Regions from separate parts of the Mus musculus genome. Here region 1 is linked to region 2. The links are chromatin contacts, called in public promoter capture Hi-C maps. All regions are on one chromosome and are shown on one strand. The core of a region is the stretch at or near the end of the contact, and the rest is flanking DNA. Distances in the headings are between cores, read along the strand shown.

What was found. Promoter capture Hi-C pulls out the DNA fragments that hold promoters and counts their contacts.
Region 1: a contact with region 2 is called in a promoter capture Hi-C map of pre-B cells. The contact joins the promoter of Tnfrsf1b here to the enhancer-like site in region 2. A contact is called at or near these places in 3 of 39 promoter capture datasets (the C10 cell line, the HPC-7 cell line and pre-B cells) and 3 of 115 datasets of contacts at active chromatin or transcription factors (bone marrow-derived macrophages, embryonic stem cells and memory CD8 T cells).

The regions. Positions count from the first base shown.
Region 1 is chr4:145,245,582-145,249,735 of GRCm38.p6, forward strand. Tnfrsf1b (tumor necrosis factor receptor superfamily, member 1b) reads right to left here and starts at 1,289. Exons shown (of 10, transcript NM_011610.3): 1 at 1,143-1,289. The coding sequence starts at 1,220. Gm36233 (a long non-coding RNA gene) reads right to left here. Exons shown (of 3, transcript XR_001784499.2): 3 at 3,217-3,321.
Region 2 is chr4:145,016,896-145,020,933 of GRCm38.p6, forward strand. It overlaps Vps13d (vacuolar protein sorting 13D), which reads right to left. Exons shown (of 70, transcript NM_001276465.1): 66 at 3,242-3,374; 67 at 1-35. Among named protein-coding and RNA genes, the nearest start is that of Gm36317, 56 kb to the left of the region's middle. Within about 2 kb of position 2,751, at least 92 of the 459 cell types and tissues checked have an H3K27ac peak or open chromatin away from gene starts, as enhancers often do. A contact at or near this core is called in the HPC-7 cell line, bone marrow-derived macrophages, memory CD8 T cells and 1 more, where this site is marked.

The DNA.
Region 1 (4,154 bases), core at 39-2,538, 230 kb after region 2:
GAAGCTCCTGTGCTCTGTCTGTCCCCAGGGACAGACCCCAGCTCAGTGCCCAAAGACCTATCCTTCCTTGGAGCTCAGAGCACAATCCCCACTCAGGCTCCTGACCACAACCATGCACATTCACACTCCGCCCTCAGAACTGGGACTGTCCTGACCCAGAGTCCATCCTTGACACCTCCCTGAGGACCTACACCCACCAAGGATGAGTCCATTCCTTTGCATCCCAGGACCATTGAATATCACCTCCGGACGCAACAGAAGCCACCTTCCACTCTACTCCCCTGCAGTCAGGTAAGCACACCCTGTCCATCAAGGTGGGCTCAGGAGGCAGAGAGCATACATGGAACCAAGCAAAGGCATGTCAGTGCAGCAAGCTCCCTTTAAATCCTTCAAAAAAGGTAATTTCTCTGAGCCTCCTCATTTTTCCGTACCTGTAATCTGCCTTTTTTTACCCTGTCTTCGATCAATGGAGGCAGGAAGGGGGGGGGAGGGGGGCAATGTGAATACCGGATACTGGGATCTTTAATCGGTCCATTTTCCCGAGGTTCCTTGGGGTAGCTGCCCTCTCTGCCACTACACTGAGAACATTCTGAAACGTCCCCTGAACACAGCAAGGCGGATCCATGGAAGCAATCTAGTGACAGAGAAGTGACTCACTCCCCATCGGTCTCTTATACTAGGCGCTTACTTAGACTCCTGGCCCCGCCAACATCTAGTAATCCCAGGGTTTCTAAGAAAGAGACAGACCATGGCGCAGAGAAGGAAGTCTTCAGACGACACAACCCGCTCAAGCAATGGGGCAGTGGCCCTGGTCCTTCCCGCCTCGAGACCGCGGGACAGAAGGGATTTCGCAAGGATGAACAGTGTTCCTGAGCCCTGCTGGGTGTTATTCGAGCCCTGATCAAGCTCGCGGAGAAAGCCACTGGGTATTTCTGGAACATAAGGCTGTCGGGAACCGAGTACCACCCCAGGATCCCAACGGGCCAGACCTCGGGTCCCCAGTGGGTCCCCAGAGGCGCGTGGCGCGTGTCTGCTGGGGACGTGATGGCCTCTCATGCTGTCCCGGAATTGTGCAGTAGCAGTAGCTGGAATGGGCACTTTGTGATGCGCAGCTGTCCCCCGTGACCCCAAGAGTCACCCACCTGGGCGGGCACTGTGTGCCCGGTGGCCCACAGCTGCAGTTCGAAGACCAGCGCGACCCAGAGGGCGGCGGGCGCCATAGGGGCAGCGGTGGCTCCCGCCCTTGTGCCTGGAGCTCTAGTGCCTCAGCTGCGCTCTAGCTGGTGACTGAAAGCGAAACCCTCAGGCCAGGAGCTAGGGCAGACCAGGGGGTGGGGGGAGGGCGGGAATGGGCGGGGCCGCGCCCTGAGGACACGCCTCTTTACACAGAGTCCTCGCCCCTCGCAGGACACCTCCACCTGTGATTCCCTGGCATCTCTGGGCCTCTTTCTCCAGCATCTCTTCCGGGAATGAATGCGCTTCTATCACTCCTTCCTCTTCGAGACACCCTTCCAGTGGTGGGGAAGAGACTGGCGCAGGTGTCCACTATATTCGTGACTGGGTGCCCTGATTGGGCCTCCCCCAGCTAATTTGTCACCATCAGCCCGTCCCAGATCTCATGGACTTCCTACTCTTCGTGGTAGGACATGGGGGGAAAGCAGTCCCAAAGTTGGCACCGCTCAGGAGAACCAAAGCCTTCTAGATAATTCACTCATTTAGACTCTAGAGCCAGGCTAACTCCACATGAATGTTTGCATCTTCTCATGGAGCTTATTAATATGAGCTATATAATATGGCTCCTATAATGTGCAGCATATGTCTGCTTACTCGGAGTGTACAGGCATAGTATAAGCAGCATTGCATAGGTATAGCTCTTTTTAATATGTTTCATTTTTTCCTTAAACATACTTGGAACCCTAAGTAAGAGCAGTCCTCTTTTTCTGAGTTCTCTTGGCTGATAGGTAAACAGAAATCGAGGAAGAAAACCATCCAGAAAGTCTTGCTTCCTAGAACTGACCTCATCAGCAAGCTCCCAAGGACAGTGCATATCCCTACAGCCCTGAATATGGAGTATTTGGAGAGGTAGGGTGGGTAGGGAGGCAGGCAACTATTCTGTCCCTCCTCATGGACACATACACTCTTACTGTAGGCTGATTGAGATACTGAGAGACCCGCAGCCACTGGCCCTTGTGAGGGCCACCTCAAGGACGGTACTTTTAGGTGCTGGGGGAGAAACTGGGAAGTGACCCTTGGGAGGATGGAAAATCCCACCTGCTGGTCAGGAGCCTGGGAAATCACCTGGTTCTCACATGTTTCTGAGACATAGGTCTCAGCTCAAAACCTCAACCCTGAAGAGGGGTAGCCACTGAGCAGGCAGGGAGGGTTCTGGTCTTTAAGCCTCCTGTGGAAGACATGTGGAGGAGGTGCTCTGGTCTATCTGAGAAAGCTGAAAGCCAGTGTCACCTGTCAGAAGCAAGATTCAGTGGTCTGCCCTGGATTCTGCCCAGTGGGTCCAATTTACTCATTCTCTCCAGGCAGGTAACAATGCCACCAAGAATCACATGTGGGAGACCATAGGCTGGTTCCTAACTTAGTCTGTATTCTGCGGTTCAGCATCACACATGTCATACACTTTGAAGAGAACGGGGTGACTTCGTTTCATGGTTCTCATCCAACGTTAATGGAACATAGCTGACGATAGCCTTGGTGGCAAAAACTACATAGTAAGAGATACGGATGGTGTGTGTGTGTGTGTGTGTGTGTGTGTGTGTGTGTGTGTGTGTGTGTGTTTGTGTGTGTGTTTGTGTTTCTCTTTTTCTTCTTATAAAGCCGCCAATAGCAATCACAGCAGCTCTACCCTGATGATTTTTTAAAATGCTACTTACGATATAGCATCAGCTGTTATTCTGTGAAAATAGTACAGCCTGACAGCCCACCTCCACCCCCCAACCCCCCCCCCCGCCCAATCCCTGACAGCTAACTTAGCACCTGTGCAGGTGCCTTGCAAATCTTCACCAGGGATCACTTGCTATTCACACTGATAACACTTAGTAGTTGTGAAACCAGCAGTTACTGGAAGACTACTCAGGGTCAGCAACATATGTCTGCTGGTACATGTGGTCTTGCAGGAGCAGGGGTGGGGGGAGATGAAGTTTTATAGGACCTTTCACAGCTAGGAGGGAGTAGTGTTGTTTCAAACCCAGTTTAGTTACCTTCAAAGTCAAGGAGCTCCTACACAGCCCAGTCACTGTTCACTCTGTCACATTATATACTCCTCTAGGACACAGGTACACCATCCTGTTCTGGCTATTCCCTTGGTGCCTAGGGAACACACAATAAGGACAGCTCAATAAAATGGAAGTGAGTGAGGACTTCTGCTAAGTATACACAAGAGACAATAAAGAGATGAATATTAACCAGACGTGGTGGTGCATGCCTTTAATTCCAGCACTAGGGAGGAAGATCTCAGAGAGTTCAAGGCCAGCTTGATGTATATAGTGAATATATATAGCGAATATCAGGACAGCCAGGGCTATATAGAGAAACCTTGTCTCAAAACACCAAGTGGGGAACATTAACGAATGGCTAGGTATATATCAGGGTTGGAATCCAGTCTAATCCAGTCAGTGCTTGGCTCTATCAACCCCACCATTCACCTTTTAGTCCATAAGCCCCACAGTACAGAAAAGGTCCCATTGTTCTTATATCAGTCAGCAGAGATAGGATGGTGGATTTCATAAGGGTCGCAGACGGATCATCTTAATCTGGTACCTCCCCACTTCCCAGGACAGTCCCAACCCTATCATCTCACACTCCAACAAGCTGACATCTCTGCTTCTGCAAACAGAAGACTCACCTTTGAAAGGCAAAGCAAGCAGGGGTGCTCAGGCTGCTAACTGAGCACTTACTGTATGCAATTGGCCTGGCAAGCCTCTGGAGGAAGTACTCCAGCTTCAGCCAACACAGGCTTCAGCTTCTGACATGGCCACCTGTATACAACCAGAGAGAATGTGCCAGAAACTCTATTTACAAAACCCCAGTGCCAGCATCCTATGACTTTTATTTTATTTTATTTTGCTTGTTCATGTGATGTGCCTGTGTTGGCCTATCCCACTCCTCATAAGGTTCTAATGACAAACCAAAGCATGATTCTA
Region 2 (4,038 bases), core at 1,501-4,000:
TGATGTTATAACACTGGTCAATCCACCAATGATACCTAGTGAGAAAAACAAAGAAACAAAACCAAACAAGGTCACTGTCACCTGGCCAAGGTCAAAGCCAACAGTATCTCAAACCAAATTTCTAGTTTCTGCATCTGGAATGATAAAGGCAGTTTGTTGATCTCTAAACAGGCCACAAGTCAAGAGACCCAAGGGACTTGTCTAGAAAGTCCAGAATCAGAGGACACTGTAATAGTCTGTGAGTTAGAAGGAACACATGTCTAGGATAATTTTAAAAAAAGAAAATCAAAACCAAAACAAAACCCCTGGGCTATATTAAGAGTGTCGTAGGTAGAGGGCCTGCCTAGTGCACAAAGCCCTGGTTCAGTCCCCATTGCTACATAAAACCAGAAACAGTAGCATACACTTGTAATCCTAGTACTAGGGAGGTGGAGAACAGAAACCAGAAATTCAAGGCCATCTTGAATTCAGCTACATAAATTCAAAGACAGCCTGGAATAAGTGAGACCCTGCCTCAAACTGAAAAAAAAAATTACAGAAAAGTCATCAGTTCATTAGTCAATGTTTTTAATGAAAGCAAAGGTGAGAAGCTAATGGTGGTCCTTTTTTTTTTTTATTCTATTCCAAGTCTTAAGCAGCATACAGGCAATAAAGAGAGGATGCAGAGAAGGGGATAAAGCAACAGGAGACTAGGAAACAGGGTCCTTGGGAAAGGTTTAAGTGCCTCTGAAATGTAAAGTTGAGAACCACCACATGTTTGACATGGTTTGTGTAATACTGCATGCTTTGCTGAAACCATTAGGGTAAACAATGAAGAATTCATTAAGGCACCCCAAATAGCTGCTAACACCACCCAAGACCCTTGGGGTTGTATCAAGCTTAAAAGACCAATCTAATTGAAAAGGCATTCAAGCATTTATTTTAAAAGCTGACAGCAATGGTTGAAGTAGGCCCAGAAGTGTCCACAAGTTGGCAAAGGCTAGTGAGGTCACAAGCATTGCAGGGAAGAGGCAGGCCCAGTACAGTGACCATTTCTAGGACTCGGGCCAGGGACACTCACAGGATGTTTACCCTCTGACAGTTGGGGTGTGAGGAAGCTCTCTGCACTCTTCAGCTCTAGTGAGACAAATTAGGAAAGGAAACTGGTTGGGTGAGAGTGTCCCTGAAATTCATAGAGTTTCTTTCAGATTCAGGATCTTTTTGCTCCAGTGAGGCAACATTCCTATCCTAACTCAGAACAGAATTCCGGCTAAACAACTAGGACTTAGGAGGTGGTCTTCAACAGATCAAATAGGACTCCAGTTTTTTATTCATTTATTTTATGAGTATGTGAGCATGCATACGCGCGCACACACACACACACACACACACACACACACGTACTCACACTGACACCTGCTCACACAAGCACACTTACAAGCCAAAGTCCACATGAGAAAGTCAGGAGACAATTTATAGGAGTCAGTTCTTCCCTTCCATTATGTGGGTCCTGGCTATTGAATGCAGTTTGTCAAGCTTAGCAGCAACCATGTTTGTTCACTGAGCCATCTGATCTTCTCCAGGACTCCAGTTCCAAATTAAGGAGACTAGATAGACTCTGGTCTTATTATAATGTGATTCTTTTCCTCCTAAAGGAGACTCTCCTTTCACACTGCCCAGAGCTCAGTGCCCTCTTGGATGAGGCGGGTACTGGTTCTGGGCTCAGATTGGCCTAAGTGGCTCCTGGAGGGGTTGTGGATAGCATAAGGACAATCTTTGATTGGAGGTGATTTGGCAACTGTGAACAATCACCCAGCTTCTTAGTACATAGCTGTGTTCATCCAAAAAGTGAGGCCAGCCACCTCTCTCTGAAGAGAGGATAGCAATTAGACACAGCAAAAATCTTCACATTAATTAAAACTGTGCTCTACTTGCTACTGTATTACATTACAGCTAATAAAGACAATTTAATCTTTACTCCAGAAGGATTATTCCAAATCTTTACTTTAAAATTTTATAAACAGATTAATTTAGCCCAGTTTTACACCCTGCCTGATACTTGGTCATCCACTTTACAACTGATAGGGCTCAGAAAAGCCTTCCACTGTAAACACTGTACCCTAAGCTTAGAACTAGTCATACATCATTATAAAACAGTGACCTCCCTTCTTCCAAATATAGACAGTTGTGACTGATAGACTAGGGGACTGTCATCGTATCAATGATTCCTAGGGTCTGGTCAAAGCTGCTAGCCATCACTGAATATACTATGGGCCAGTGGGCTCTAGATGGCCCCTCTGCTTTTCTGACACTCAGGCCATTTGACAGTGAGTCACACATCACTGGCCATATGACCAGTGCCACAGGTGCTTGCAGAAGTATGAGCGGAAGTACCTAGGTCAGGAATGGGGGCAGCACTTCCTTCTGTGTGGCTGGGGGACACTGGTAGAAAAATTGACTGGGCCTGTATTTCCAAAGGCTTTCGATGCCACATTTAGAATTTGCTAAGAAAACCACAGTAATAGGAAATGGGTGACAGTTGAAACAAACTCAGAGAAAACACATGTCTGCCTGCCACTTCCTTCTTTGCAATTACATGTTTTGTAATTCTGCATCTATCTTATAGACGCAGAAACACCACAACCATATGCCAGGAGCCACTTTTATATCTCAGTTTCTTTGGAAGGAACAAGTGGCAAGCATCAGGCAGTCATGTGCATGGGTCAACACATGCAGACATCTGAGGTCAACCTCTGATGTCATTCTTCAGGAGTCATCTACCTCTTGTTGTTGTTGTTGCTGCTGCTGCTGTTAGAGTGTCTTTCACTTGGCTGTCTGAATGGCAAGCCCCAGGGATCCACATCTGGCTTTTGATGTGGTGCTGGGATTAAACTCGGGCCTTGTGCTTGCCTTGCCAGTGCTTTACCAACTTGGCCATTTTCTGAGCCCTCTAAAGATAGTTTTAAAGCAACAGGTCCAGATTCTAAGAGGAGATTGATGGATTGTATCTGATGCCCTTAGCCATGGAAGCTAGAGAACTGGAAGGAAGTGCAGTGCGCTCAGCATCCCGAAAAGGGACAAGGACTTCAGGGAAGGAGTGAAAAGAAAGGCTATCAGACTCACCAAGACACCTCACCAGTATCTGCTGCTGGCAGCTTTCATCCCCCTCCTACCCCTTGCACTGAGATGTGTATATAAAGGTACTTATGAGAGGCCATGGCAAGAGGGGCATTCTTCCTTAACCTAATTGCAAGTGCCTTACCATGAGCCAATCCATGAATGCCAGCCACAAGGTGCTCTCCACTGGTGGCAGCATGGTATCTGATGTACTCTCGCTCTGACTGGTGCCGATTGTCCATCGTCTTCCCCAGGCCATCTGATAGTGTCCCTGCAAACTAGAACAAAATAAAACACAAAGAGGAGTTTTAAAGCTTCAACATTTTTGCTATTAAATAAATACCTTCCCTTGGTCTTAGCTAAGAGTAAGTAAATTGTGATTACACAGAAAGGTTAACTTCTGAGTTACATACTATCTGCCCCAGCAGCCTGTCTCTTAAAACCCTGGGTAGCAGACACAGGGAAACAAGAGGCACTAGAAGAACCCTCTCAAAGCATTACACATCTGTTGTACAATTTAGGCTGAACAACCCAAATCCAAAAAAACCTTTACATGCAAGATATTCTAACATCTGAATCTTTTTGGGTACTGACACAGCACCACAGTGGAAAATTCCATGCCCTGCCCCATGTGGAGGATTGCAAATCAGATGCTGGTGCGCCAGACTGTGTGTGAGGTGTGTATGAATCCCAGTATGAACCTGGGTGAATTTCACATCTAAACTTACATCTCCTCCCTCAGAAAATCTCATAGGTAAATAGTCCTGAGGTTGGGAAATCCAAAAATCGTAACTAGGTCTAGGCTGAAGTATTCCATGTAAGAGCTACCTTATCTGCACCCCTGAAACCTTTTTAAATGTTAAAGGTGTGGAGGTTAGAGAGATGGCTTGACAGATTAAAACACTTGCCAAGCAAGCACAGGAACCCGAGTTCAAATCCCCA